Regions from separate parts of the Rattus norvegicus genome. Here region 2 is linked to region 1. A link is a contact called in public Hi-C data. All regions are on one chromosome and are shown on one strand. Each heading gives the region's core, a stretch centred on a gene start, on an enhancer-like site or on the middle of the called end of the contact. The rest is flanking DNA. Distances are from core to core; before and after follow the strand shown.

Evidence for each region. Hi-C and Micro-C count contacts between places; a contact is called where the count stands out from the background.
Region 2: a Hi-C map of prefrontal cortex shows a contact between it and region 1, with 2.0 times the contacts expected there. The contact joins the promoter of Gabbr2 here to the enhancer-like site in region 1. A contact is called at or near these places in 1 of 12 Hi-C or Micro-C datasets (prefrontal cortex) and 1 of 1 datasets of contacts at active chromatin or transcription factors (oligodendrocytes).

The regions. Positions count from the first base shown.
Region 1 is chr5:65,811,737-65,814,436 of GRCr8, reverse strand. The region is part of intron 11 of Gabbr2 (gamma-aminobutyric acid type B receptor subunit 2); the gene reads left to right. Among named protein-coding and RNA genes, the nearest start is that of Tbc1d2, 86 kb to the right of the region's middle. Within about 2 kb of position 1,251, at least 26 of the 93 cell types and tissues checked have an H3K27ac peak or open chromatin away from gene starts, as enhancers often do. A contact at or near this core is called in prefrontal cortex, where this site is marked.
Region 2 is chr5:66,082,312-66,085,011 of GRCr8, reverse strand. Gabbr2 (gamma-aminobutyric acid type B receptor subunit 2) reads left to right here and starts at 1,317. Exons shown (of 19, transcript NM_031802.2): 1 at 1,317-1,784. The coding sequence starts at 1,467.

The DNA.
Region 1 (2,700 bases), core at 2-2,501:
GTCACTTTTGTTACCAAACCTGGGGTCACAGTCTACACCCAGAAAAGTCAAGTTCAGCCATCTGCCCTCAAGAACCTAGTTTTAAAACAGCCAAATAGTAAAAAGCAGGAGAAGGAGGTTTAGTCAATGTGGCCACATTAGAAAGAGGGACATTAAGATCCAGTAACAGGTGTGAGCTTGTGAGCCTGTCGTCACCAGGGTCCTGAGGGAGGATTAATCTAGGGACTGGGGTGATGGGACAACTGCTAAGAGAGAGGCTGCTCTTGCAGAGCTCCCAGGTTTGATTCGCAATTCCCACACTGGTGGCTTACACCCACCTGTTCTCCAGCTCCAGAAGACCCAGTGGCCTTTGCAGGCCTCCGTGGGCACCTGCACACTCGTGGCACACACGCACACATACACGCACACGTATATGCACATGCACACACACACACACACACACACACACACACACACACAAAATAAGCCTTTCCTTAAAAGGCTAAATGCAGGCCAAGCCGTGGTGCCTCATGTCCTTAATCCCAGCACTTGGGAGGCAGAGGCAGATGAATCTCTGTGAGTTGGAGGCCAGTCTGGTCTACAGAGTGAATTCCAGGACAGCCAGGGCTACACAGAGAAACCTTGTCTCAAGCAACCAAGAGGGCCAAGAGTGTGGCACATCTGAGCGGTCCTAATTGAGGTGCAGCCCATCCCGCCACTGACCCACCACAGCCTCATCCTCAGAGGAAGTCTTTCTTAGGACTCTGTCCAGAAGACTAGTTCTCTGAGGACTTTTCCTTCTCCCAGCATGAGTTCCTGGGAAATTCTCATTTCCTGGGGCCAATTGTTTCAATAGTTTCATAGTCAGAATGATGGACATGGCTATCTCTTTAGAATATCCCCATTTCTACCATGCTGGTTGCAACCTGGTCTCCAGGTCAGCCACACCCTCCAAGCCAGGAGATGAGGTGGGCACCCAAGACGGCCTCCATCATGAACAGCTTACTGGTTTACGATGTCACTCTGTTCTGTCTCCCCACACATAGCCCTCCGCTATCTGCTTAGAAAGGCCATTAGAGTCCACGCAGGGGCACACATGGACTTGCATGTACACACGCCACACCGCCGTTGTTACTGCTGGGGAAGCAACCGCACTCAACCCCATCCCCCACCCTCGATCCTTTCTGGAACCTTCCCAGTCTTCAGTGCCAGCTTCAGCAAGTCCTGCAAGCAGCTCCAGCTCCGTGGTAGTGCCGTCTCCCTGGACACTGTCAGAAGTAGAGTCACCATAGCAACACGGCCCCTGTGGGCACAGAGCCGCTGGGAAGGATGCTGGGTGTGGGCAAAGCCCTGGTGCTGGGGGAAGGGAATAGGGACTCACAGATGACAAGTCCACCTGGCTCAGGGACTCTAACCCCCCCCCCCCCCCCCGGCAGCTAGAACAGGAGCCGGACAGGTGACAAGAGAAACTACGCTGACAGTCCCGTGAAGTCTGGGCAGGAACCTCAGCCAGGGCACGGGAAACCAGGGAGCACTCCACAGAGAGAGATGCACAGAGAGGACCCAGGGGCTTGGTGGACAACAAGGCCCACAGAGCCTGCCATGCTCCTGACTCAGCAGCACTGCTGGGGGCGGGGGAGGGGGGAGAGCCAGCCAGGAGCTCTGTGAAGCACCCCCACAAGTCCAGTCCACCCCAGAATTCAACACCATCCACATCTCCTTACCCAGGTTTAGCCTTTCCTTCCAACCCTGAGGAAGGCCACCAAAAGGTGGTAACCTTCTCCCTCCCCTGGGGGCAAGACAGAGCCTGCCCAGCAATGCTAAGCTAGGGTAAGGCTTCAAACGCCAGATTACAAGGATGCCTGCCATGAGTCGTCTTCTCCTTTAAAACAAAAACAAAAACAGAACAAACAAAAAACCCTAAGCATATCTTTTTGATTTAGTACATTGATTTATTACAAGAAGGGAGCATGCGTATGTGCAAAGCACGCATGTGGGGATCAGAAGACATTGCAGGGACCCACTCTTTCCTACCATGTGGGTTTCAGGGTCCAAGCTCAGCTGTCAGGCTTTCAGAGACACCGAGCTGTCAACTGGCTTTTACCAGGACAAACAGGTCAACAGGCCAACCGAATTCTGTCTGCCGGTCAAGTATCCCAGCCAAACATTTGCCCATTTGGATTGTTTAAAAAAAAAAATCAAGATGCCACAAAATTTACCCCTTCTGGAGTATACTTAAGTGACTTTATTCATTTTTAACATGTCCCTAGAGAGAGGCCTTTGGCAGGTGTCTGCATCCAAACCCCCACAACATGGCTTCCGAGCTGTGTGACTTTGCCTTAGCTACTAACACCTCTGAACCTTACAGTTCATTCACTCTTCTGTAAAAGTGGAGCTATCCTAGGACTCGAAGGGTTAAATGAGACTGTGTATTAAAGCTCCAAGTCCCTAGAATGAATGAATGAATGAATGAGTGGATCACTTATGAACGAATGATGGACTGTTAGGATAATGGTGGTCACTTCTAGAAGGATAGCAAGGAGGCAGAGTGAGCAGCTGAAGAGCTGGGAACCCGGGTGGGTGCTGGTAGTTTTGGTGCAGGTGTTTCCATGGTAACTGTGACCTGCCATGGCCTTGCTCTGCTAGAACTGGAGACAAACCAAGCTGTTGTGAGCCTCTGCCACCTGCAGTGTGGAGGGCCTCCGGGCAGTAAGAGCGATG
Region 2 (2,700 bases), core at 68-2,567, 270 kb before region 1:
GAGCACCGTGCCCTCTGTGCCCTTCTTTCTGAGGGGCTTTCCAACACCAGGGGTGCAGAAAAGTCCTTTGTGGCTGTGCATTCTGATTCCCCTGTGTTAGCTGTATATTATCGACCTACTGTCCAGCATTCTCCTGTAAAGCAGGAATGATAGACCCAATGTACTAAGTTCATACGTCTGTTTTGGGGATACATCAGATATGTCAGGTAGCAAGCAGTCAGTGAAGGTTAAACTCCCACCCTTGTTACAAGGTCGTGCTTATGGTCCACAATGCTTGGATGGGCTGTTTTATAATGTAATGTACCCTTGCATTAATCAGGCGTTGGAATTTTGTACATTAGTGCTCATGCCAGGGTTCATGGGGAGGCACAGAGGGGTCACTCAGGTTCATCTTGCCAGGACTACTTTGACTGGGGTTATCCACTGTGCTTATGTCACCTGGGAGACAACCAGCCAAGTCCAGGGTTGTGATGTGCTTCTTGGGACTGAAGATAGAGTTCCCACCCAGGGGAGAATTTTAAGGCGGGGCCCTCTGGGACTGGGGACACTGAGAGGTCAAATGACTGAAGGGGGCGGTAGTACTCTTAGGTCTGGGATCCCAGTCCTGGCCTGGGTTGGCAAAGGACTCCAGGCTAGATCAAGGGTTCCAGGGGCTGCGGTAGCTGGCACAGGAGAGCGCAGGCTCCCGGTGCCCCAGGACACCTTTGTGGAACGTCCGTTCCCTCGACTCACCCGCCCAGACCTAAGAGAAGCAGTACCCAACCACCTTGCAGGTGCTACAGGAAGCGCAGGGCGAGGCGCCCGCGTCCCCCGCGCGTAGCAGCTCCGGGGCCCGATTCCCTAGACCGTGGTGCTCTGGAGCTTAGGTTCCCGCCGGGGTCAGCCGGCCACAGCAGCCGGCGCCGCGCGGCGCCCCGGGCGCGAGTGTGCGTGTGCCGGGAGCACGGCCCTCCCCGCGGCCGCCGCAGCGCCGGCGCCTCCCCCTCCCCCGGCGCGCACGGCCCGTCCCTGTCCCCGGAGGCGGCCCGAACCGCCGCTCAGCAGCCTTGCTTTCGCCTCCCGAGCCTCCCGCCGCTCTCCCTCCCCTGGCCGGGCTCCAGGGTCCGCCGGCCCGCGGCTCGGAGCAGGAAAGAGCTGCGATCGCGCACGGAGGCGGGAGGAGGCGGCCGGGTGCGGGGCGGCCGCGCTGGAGAGAGGCGCGCGGAGACTCGGCCCCCTCGGCGCTCGCTCGCTCGCTGGCTCCCCGCCTCCCGCACTCCGCTGGCTCCCACCCCTTCCCGGCGTGATTGATCCGTCACGGGCGCCGCCACCGCCGCGGCCGTTCTGAGCGAGCAGAAGCCGGAGCCGAGCCGGGGCCCGTGCCGGCGCCATTGCGCGGGAGCCGCGGGCAAAGCTCGGCGCCGGGCGGCGGGCCGGGCCAGGCCATGCGGGCCGAGTGAGCTGGCGCCCGCAGCCCGCGGCGCGGCATGGCTTCCCCGCCGAGCTCCGGGCAGCCCCGGCCGCCGCCGCCGCCGCCGCCGCCCGCGCGCCTGCTGCTGCCCCTGCTGCTGTCGCTGCTGCTGTGGTTGGCGCCCGGGGCCTGGGGCTGGACGCGGGGCGCCCCCCGGCCGCCGCCCAGCAGCCCGCCGCTCTCCATCATGGGCCTCATGCCGCTCACCAAGGAGGTGGCCAAGGGCAGCATCGGGCGCGGCGTGCTCCCCGCCGTGGAGCTAGCCATCGAGCAGATCCGCAACGAGTCACTCCTGCGCCCCTACTTCCTGGACCTGCGACTCTATGACACCGAGGTAAGTGTCCAGTCGCCCATGCCGTCGGGGCTGGGGGTGTCTAGGAGGGACAGAGCCGTAATTGTCTGATCCTCGCTGACTGATCGCGAACTGTGACCATCAGGGTCCCACTGGGCTTGGCTGGTGCAGGTGGGACCCTGATTTGTGAGCACCTTTTCTACCTCTGGGAGTATGTGTGCGTGGGTGTGGAATGGGGTCTTCTTTGACCAGAGGAGGAGTAGAGATGGGAAAGGTTGAACCCCCAGAGGCCTGTGATGGTTGCCCCTGTCCTGGTGCCGCTCCTAGGGTTATGGGGGTGCCAAGTGTGAGGAACAAGCACATTGACTACAAACTGGGCCAGCCACAGCTGGACAGGCTATGGGGCCTATTCCCAGACCCTAAAAAAATACAAGACGCCCTTTTAGGGCCAGAGGGCTCCAGGACCCTAGGCGGGGCAAGCTCCGGGCAGGACAGGTCCTGTGGTGCGCTTCTGCAGCTCAGGGCTTGCGCGCCACGGTCAGCCTTGGAGCCGGGAGGGCTCTGCAGCGCTGCTGCCTAGATCTGTCCAGCTCGAGCAGTTTTGGGAGACTCCCCTTCCCCCTCTCCCCGCCTTGGGTTAGTTGCTCATAGAGTGGCTTGACAGATCTAGCCCGGGACGTGTTGTGGTGTCCGGTCGCGCTGCCACTTTTGTTGGGCAGCTGCTGGCACAGTTGAGCAGGTGCACACTTGAGGCATCCCAGTGGTGGGAGCCTAGACTTGGAGTGTAGCAGAGGTTTCCCCTCCGACCTCCTCTTTTGAGCAAAGCTGGAGAACCAGACCTTTCCATCCCAAATCTTTGTCTCACACCTTCTTGTCTAAGTTCCCAAGAAGACTCAGCTTAGACCCTGACTGTTCAGTCTGAGGTTAGGACGAAGAGAGGGCCTGGAAGAGCGATCAG